Linked DNA regions of Cricetulus griseus: region 1 is linked to region 2. The links are chromatin contacts, called in public Micro-C maps. All regions are on one chromosome and are shown on one strand. Each heading gives the region's core, a stretch centred on a gene start, on an enhancer-like site or on the middle of the called end of the contact. The rest is flanking DNA. Distances are from core to core; before and after follow the strand shown.

Region 1 (2,727 bases), core at 88-2,587, 220 kb after region 2:
CCTTTCTGCCTAGATACCTGTACTTTGATAGCCACAGGAAAATATGAAGTACCTTATAAAAAACTGTGTAATGTCTGCATATACCCTAGACCCCACTGTACATTTCTATAAGTTCTGAAATACACATACTATTAGCTATGATATAAATGCTGCGTGAATGACCAGCTGCCATACTGTACTGTTGGGAATCACGACAAGCAAGAAGTCTGTTCTAACTCAATACAGAGACCCCATTCTAGGCCCAACTGCATAGTAAGAGCTCCAACAAAGACTGAGATGAATGGGAGATCAAGGACCATCCTTGGTTGGCGAACACAAGGAAGAATTGGACAGACAGAATCACATATTTCCAAGATCATCTGAATATCAGGGGCCGCCATCACAGGGAGGGTTGCGTTCAGTCAGTGGCTGCTGAAGGCTCACTGACTCTCTGCAAACACTCAGGAGAGCACATAAGCCTGTGGAGTCACTGATGTCATGAAGGGCACAGCCCTGATGTCTAAAGGAAGAATCCAGTGGCTCCCCCTCACCATCAAGGGGGGTCATGCCACTGACAGCAACATGCAGGCAGAGTTCTCCTGACAAAGCTAAGAGGAGATGGAGCCAACAAGAGTGTGCATGTAAGACAAGTCACAAGATGGGCTATATGGCCGCAGGACGTACATCAGCCCATTTCCACCTTAAACACCCAGGGCATTCTTCCATCGGCCATCGCCTCCGTCCTGTGGTCCAGCCCATCATTGCTGGAATCCAACACTTTCCCCAGAGCAGTACCAAGCTGCTCTCCTCAGACTGAATTTCCCATCATTTTCATTTCCATTTTCTCTCCCCAGGACCTGTGCCTACCAACCCCCTCCACCTCCACTTTTCCTGAATAAAATTACCTGCAGAAGTAAACATACCGACAAAGGAAAAGGATGGTTACATGTCAAAGCATTAGATTTTACAACAGAATTACCACTAATGGAAGCCCTTGAGAGTGTAGTAGCTACTTCAGAAATACACTTATCCAATTCCCCATTCACGTCTACTTTGGACAAAGGACACACAGGGACATCTTGCCCTGGCATCTGATGTCTACAGGAAGTAAAGTCATGGTCAGGAAGCCGGAGGACGATGTCATAGGGCAGGGGTGGCTGTGGAGAGATGGGCCGAGAACATTCCATGTGACTCTCCTGCAGAGAGATGAAGTTGGTCCTGCCACGGTTGCAACTTCTCAGGAAATTTTATGCCATGTTGGAGAAAAATAAGAGGAAATGAGTCAATCGGCTACTCGCTGCCCTCCAGGCTGGGGGCCACACAGAGGCCTGATATTTATTTCAGTGACTCATCCTTCTCTCCCTGCTTGGGATGAGGAGCAGCACAGATGAGACAATGACTCAGCTGTTTTCTGTGCTCCAAACCCATCTTCTGCACGAGGCCCTGTAAGGCAAGGACGGACGGCGTTTCACATTCTCCTGGGGCTTCCAGATTTCTTTGGCAATTCCTCCTGTAGGACACCATAAGGGTCCTGGGGGCGAGGGGGCTTGATCTCCCCCGGAGAGCCTTTAGGTCTCTGGGTGCTCAGCCACGGTGGTGACATTACCATTTGGTATCACCAGTTTCTGTTCTGGCTGATTTTCTTCTAGTTTCAAACTTTATCCATAGTTTCCCTTCTGTTTGTCTCTTCTGTTTTCTTTTCATTTTTTTGCTTGTTTGTTGTGTTGCATTGTGTTTAGACAAGGCCTCAGAGAGCACCGGCTGCCTACAGACTCACTGTTGTCCACGACGACCTTCATCTTCCGGTCCCCCCACCCCCAAGCTGGGATGCAGTACCACATGCCTGGCTTAGTTCACAGGGTGTGTGTGTGTGTGTGTGTGTGTGTGTGTGTGTGTCTGCATCTGTGTGGTCTGTACACGTGTATGTGTCCTGTGTGTGGTGTGCATGTATTTCATGTGTATCTGTGGTATGAGTGCATGAGTCATGTATGTGTGTGTGAGGATAGTCATGCTTGTGTCTGTGTCTGTGTCATGTGTCTGTGTAGGAGCCAGAAGTCAACCCTAAGTGTCATTCCTCAGGTCCTGTCCTCCTGTCTGGGGAGACAGTCTCCATATTAAACCCACAGATTCCACTAAACTGTCTGTCAGTGAACACCCCAAATCTCTGTGTTTTCTCATTCTAGCTTTGGGGTTATAAAAACGTGTCACCACTGTTAGCTTTCTAAACATGTTCTGGATCCTGATCCCGGTCTTTCTTTATGCGGGCATAGCAAGCACTACACGACTGAGCCATCGCCTCCTTAGATTACAGTTGTTCAGCACCTTCTCTCTGCCCAGATGGAGGGAGGGAGCCGCTGGGGCGCCAGCTCACACCAAGAACTCAGTGGAGTTGGGGAAGCACGGGAGGCTCTGTGCATTTGCTATATAAGCAAAAGTACAAAGGAGTTAGTGTGCCAGTGTTCCTGAGCTGCTTGCCCCTGCTGGTGCCCTGTGTGTGCCAGCAGGAGGGAACAGAGGTGCTGCCTCCTTGTGAAGTCATCAGTGGGCCCCAAACCTGCAGCCTGGCCACCTAGATGCCCAGCTAATGTTCCTGGATGACAGTTTGTATGCTCGGCCGGATAACTCCATTGGCCTCACACAGGATAGCAAATAGTCTCTGCACCCCATGGTGAGCATGCTATAGGCTAGCATGTCCTTATGTCTGAAGAAGCCACTCAGAGCCATCAGGAGGGACAGAAACTCTGCAGG
Region 2 (2,700 bases), core at 158-2,657:
GGAGGCCGAGGCTGGGTTCCGGGCGCCCAGCCACAGTGGCCAGGGCTAGGGGAGCTACAGATTCCTCTAGGGTCGCGGAGACCTCCCGCGGCGCAGATAGGGAACCGCTGTCACAGCGTAGCCGCGCAACCGCGGGGACCCGCGGAGGTCGCCCACCGAGCCGGGCAGGGGGCAGCAGGGAGGTCAGGCTTCGGGAGAACGCCCGCTATACCACGGGTTCCGGAGATCGCCGCGGGCGCAGCCAAGCACCCGAAGCCCATGCCCGCCGCCACCGGGGTCGAGAGGCCCGCGCAGCGCCTACTCCCGGCGGCTGCAGCTGGGAACTTCAGGCAAAGTTTTCTGCCGCTCCTGCCCGGGCGGCCCAGGGACTCGGAGCCCGGAGCACAAGTCCAGGCCCTGAGGTGACAGGGGCCGAGATGGGGGTCCGGGCTCCTGGCTTGTCCTGCGGGCTGCAGCGTGCGCTGCACGGGTCTTCGGGGCTCGGCGGCGGCTGCTTTGCCTCCGGCCATCGGCCAGCCCGGCTCACCCGCTAAGCGATGCCGGGTCCTGCGCGCCCCAACCCGGCCCCGAAGCTCGCCTCGGACTCTCCCACCCGGGGAACGCTTACGTCCCATGCACCCTGGCAACGGCAGGGGCGGCCGGCTTACCTGAAAACGTCTCCCCGGCCGCAGTTAGCAAAAGTCCAGCCAAAGTCACCAGGCAAGTCCCAAGTGTCCTCATGGTGCTGAGTGCGCGCCGGGCCGCCTCGGAGCGGCGGCGGCCGCTAGACGCGGGAAGCCGAGGGGGACGCGAGCCTACACCGCAGGCTGCCAGGGTAGTCGCTCCAGCAGCGAAACACCCGATCCCAAAGTGGCAACAGTTGCACAAGTCCGAAGTCCCGCGGTTCCGGGGCCTGGGGACCGTGTTCTGGGTCCTCCTGCCCTCCCTCTGGCCCCCGCTTGGAGTCTGGCGCCGCTGGGAGAGGGAGCGGAGGGCGCGTCCGCCGAGCCCAAATCCTCGCTGGGATCCGGCGCTGCGCCCGCCGAAGCGCTGCCCCTGCTCGGGACCGAGCCGCCCGCGGCGCCGTGGCCGTGGCCGTGGCCGCGATCGCGCGCTTGCAGCCCGCCTCCTCTGCTCCCGCAGACCCAGCCACCTCGGGCGGCGGCGCGCCGAAGGCCGAGCCCACGCCGGCTGCGCGCGGGGCTCCTGCTCCGCGACTGACTGGCGGTGCCCCGCAGGCCGGCTGGAAGGAGCCCACGTCACGGCCGGGCCGGAGCCGCCGCGGCCCGCTAGAGGGCGCGAGCGCCCGTGTCCCCGGCCCGGGGCCAGCTCGGCCTGCGCGGCGCCTGCGGGCTCCGTGGGGCGGCCACCGCCAAGATGCGGGCGCGACCCAGCGGGCAGGAGCAACCGCCCGGGGCGCCACCCTGGACCCTAGCTCGCCCCGGCAGCGCCTCGGGTTTCCCACGCTGGCCTCAGGGACCGCGACCGCGCCCCAGCCAGAAGTTTGTCCCGGGTCACCGGAGGCGAGCAGGAGTTGGAGCGCGCCAGGCACGGGGCGGCCGTGTTCCCGGCGGCGGCTGCTGGCTTGCGAGCGTCGGGAAGGAGCGAGAGCCGCCAGCGCCCTGGGCCGCTCGATCAGCAGCTTGCAAGGGGCACGCTCGCTGCCGTGCCCGAGCCTTGCGCCCGGGAAGCCGAACGCGCTTCTGCCGCTCCACTGCGTCCTGTGGCCGCTAGAGTGGGGCCCGGAGCTCGCAAGGCAGCAGTCGCAAGGAACCAGGGGTTGGGCAGAACTGGTGATTTCTGTGTCTGATGGAAATGGAGAGTGAATCAAACAATGTCTTGATATAATTTTAATTTGAGATCCGATGTGACTGTTAAGAGAACAAGAATGCTACCAATGATTAAGTTTAAAGCAAAATTCAAGTTTTTATTGCAATTCTGTGGGGTTTTTCGTTTTGGTTTTGTTTTTGTTTTTGTGGTTCTTCATCTTGCTCAGAGTAACCCCATTGGGGCACCTGTTGGGCTATTTACCAACCCAACTGCAGGCAATCGTGTTTAAATTAGGATCACAATTTGTGTTCTAACTGATAACACTTAAGTAGGTTAGTGCCCAGTGCCCGGAGCCTGAAGCTCTGCCCGCTGCTCCCCCCGGGAGGATGCTCTGCTAGGTTGTCACTTGCTCTGTGTTGTTTCAAAGGCCAAAGAAATAAATGAACCCCGCAGGCCTGTAGTTGAAGGTGGGGCCCACAACCAGCCGATGATGACTTTCGCTTTCAATCATCTCCCAGAGCCAGTGTGGACACCCAGAGGACTTCTGTGTCTGCCAGGCCAAACGCATTCCGAGTAGAGTATTTTCTTTGGGAATTCTATTCAGGAGGTCCTCCCTGTGAGGCCCTTCCTTTAGAAGTCTCCACGTAAATGACTTGTTTAACACCATCCAAATCACCTTTTGCCTTTATCCGATAATGAGCCTGCCTGCAGGGGGCGGGGGGAGGGAGGGGGGCTTATCCTGAACTTGGAAGGGAAATTCTGAAGTCTCATACTCACTGCAACAGAATCAACAAGTGACGAGGTCTAACCCGGCCTTTTTGTTGAAATTATACTTCATTAGATGTGTCGAAATTGCTTTTTGAAAGTGAATGATGACAGATCCCTCCACCCCTGACATTTTGATGCTGGTAGGAGCATCCATAAAAAGGCACACACAAAAAAAATGTAGTC

What was found. A called contact is a pair of places that touch in the nucleus more often than the background predicts.
Region 1: a Micro-C map of the CHO-K1 cell line shows a contact between it and region 2, with 3 times the contacts expected there. The contact joins the enhancer-like site here to the promoter of Ptprm in region 2. A contact is called at or near these places in 3 of 8 Hi-C or Micro-C datasets (the CHO-K1 cell line, fibroblasts and liver).

What each region holds. Positions count from the first base shown.
Region 1 is chr2:456,458,169-456,460,895 of CriGri-PICRH-1.0, forward strand. No RefSeq gene overlaps it. Among named protein-coding and RNA genes, the nearest start is that of Lrrc30, 41 kb to the right of the region's middle. Within about 2 kb of position 1,338, at least 3 of the 6 cell types and tissues checked have open chromatin away from gene starts, as enhancers often do. A contact at or near this core is called in the CHO-K1 cell line and fibroblasts, where this site is marked.
Region 2 is chr2:456,236,617-456,239,316 of CriGri-PICRH-1.0, forward strand. Ptprm (receptor-type tyrosine-protein phosphatase mu) reads right to left here and starts at 1,408. Exons shown (of 31, transcript XM_027397791.2): 1 at 648-1,408. The coding sequence starts at 720.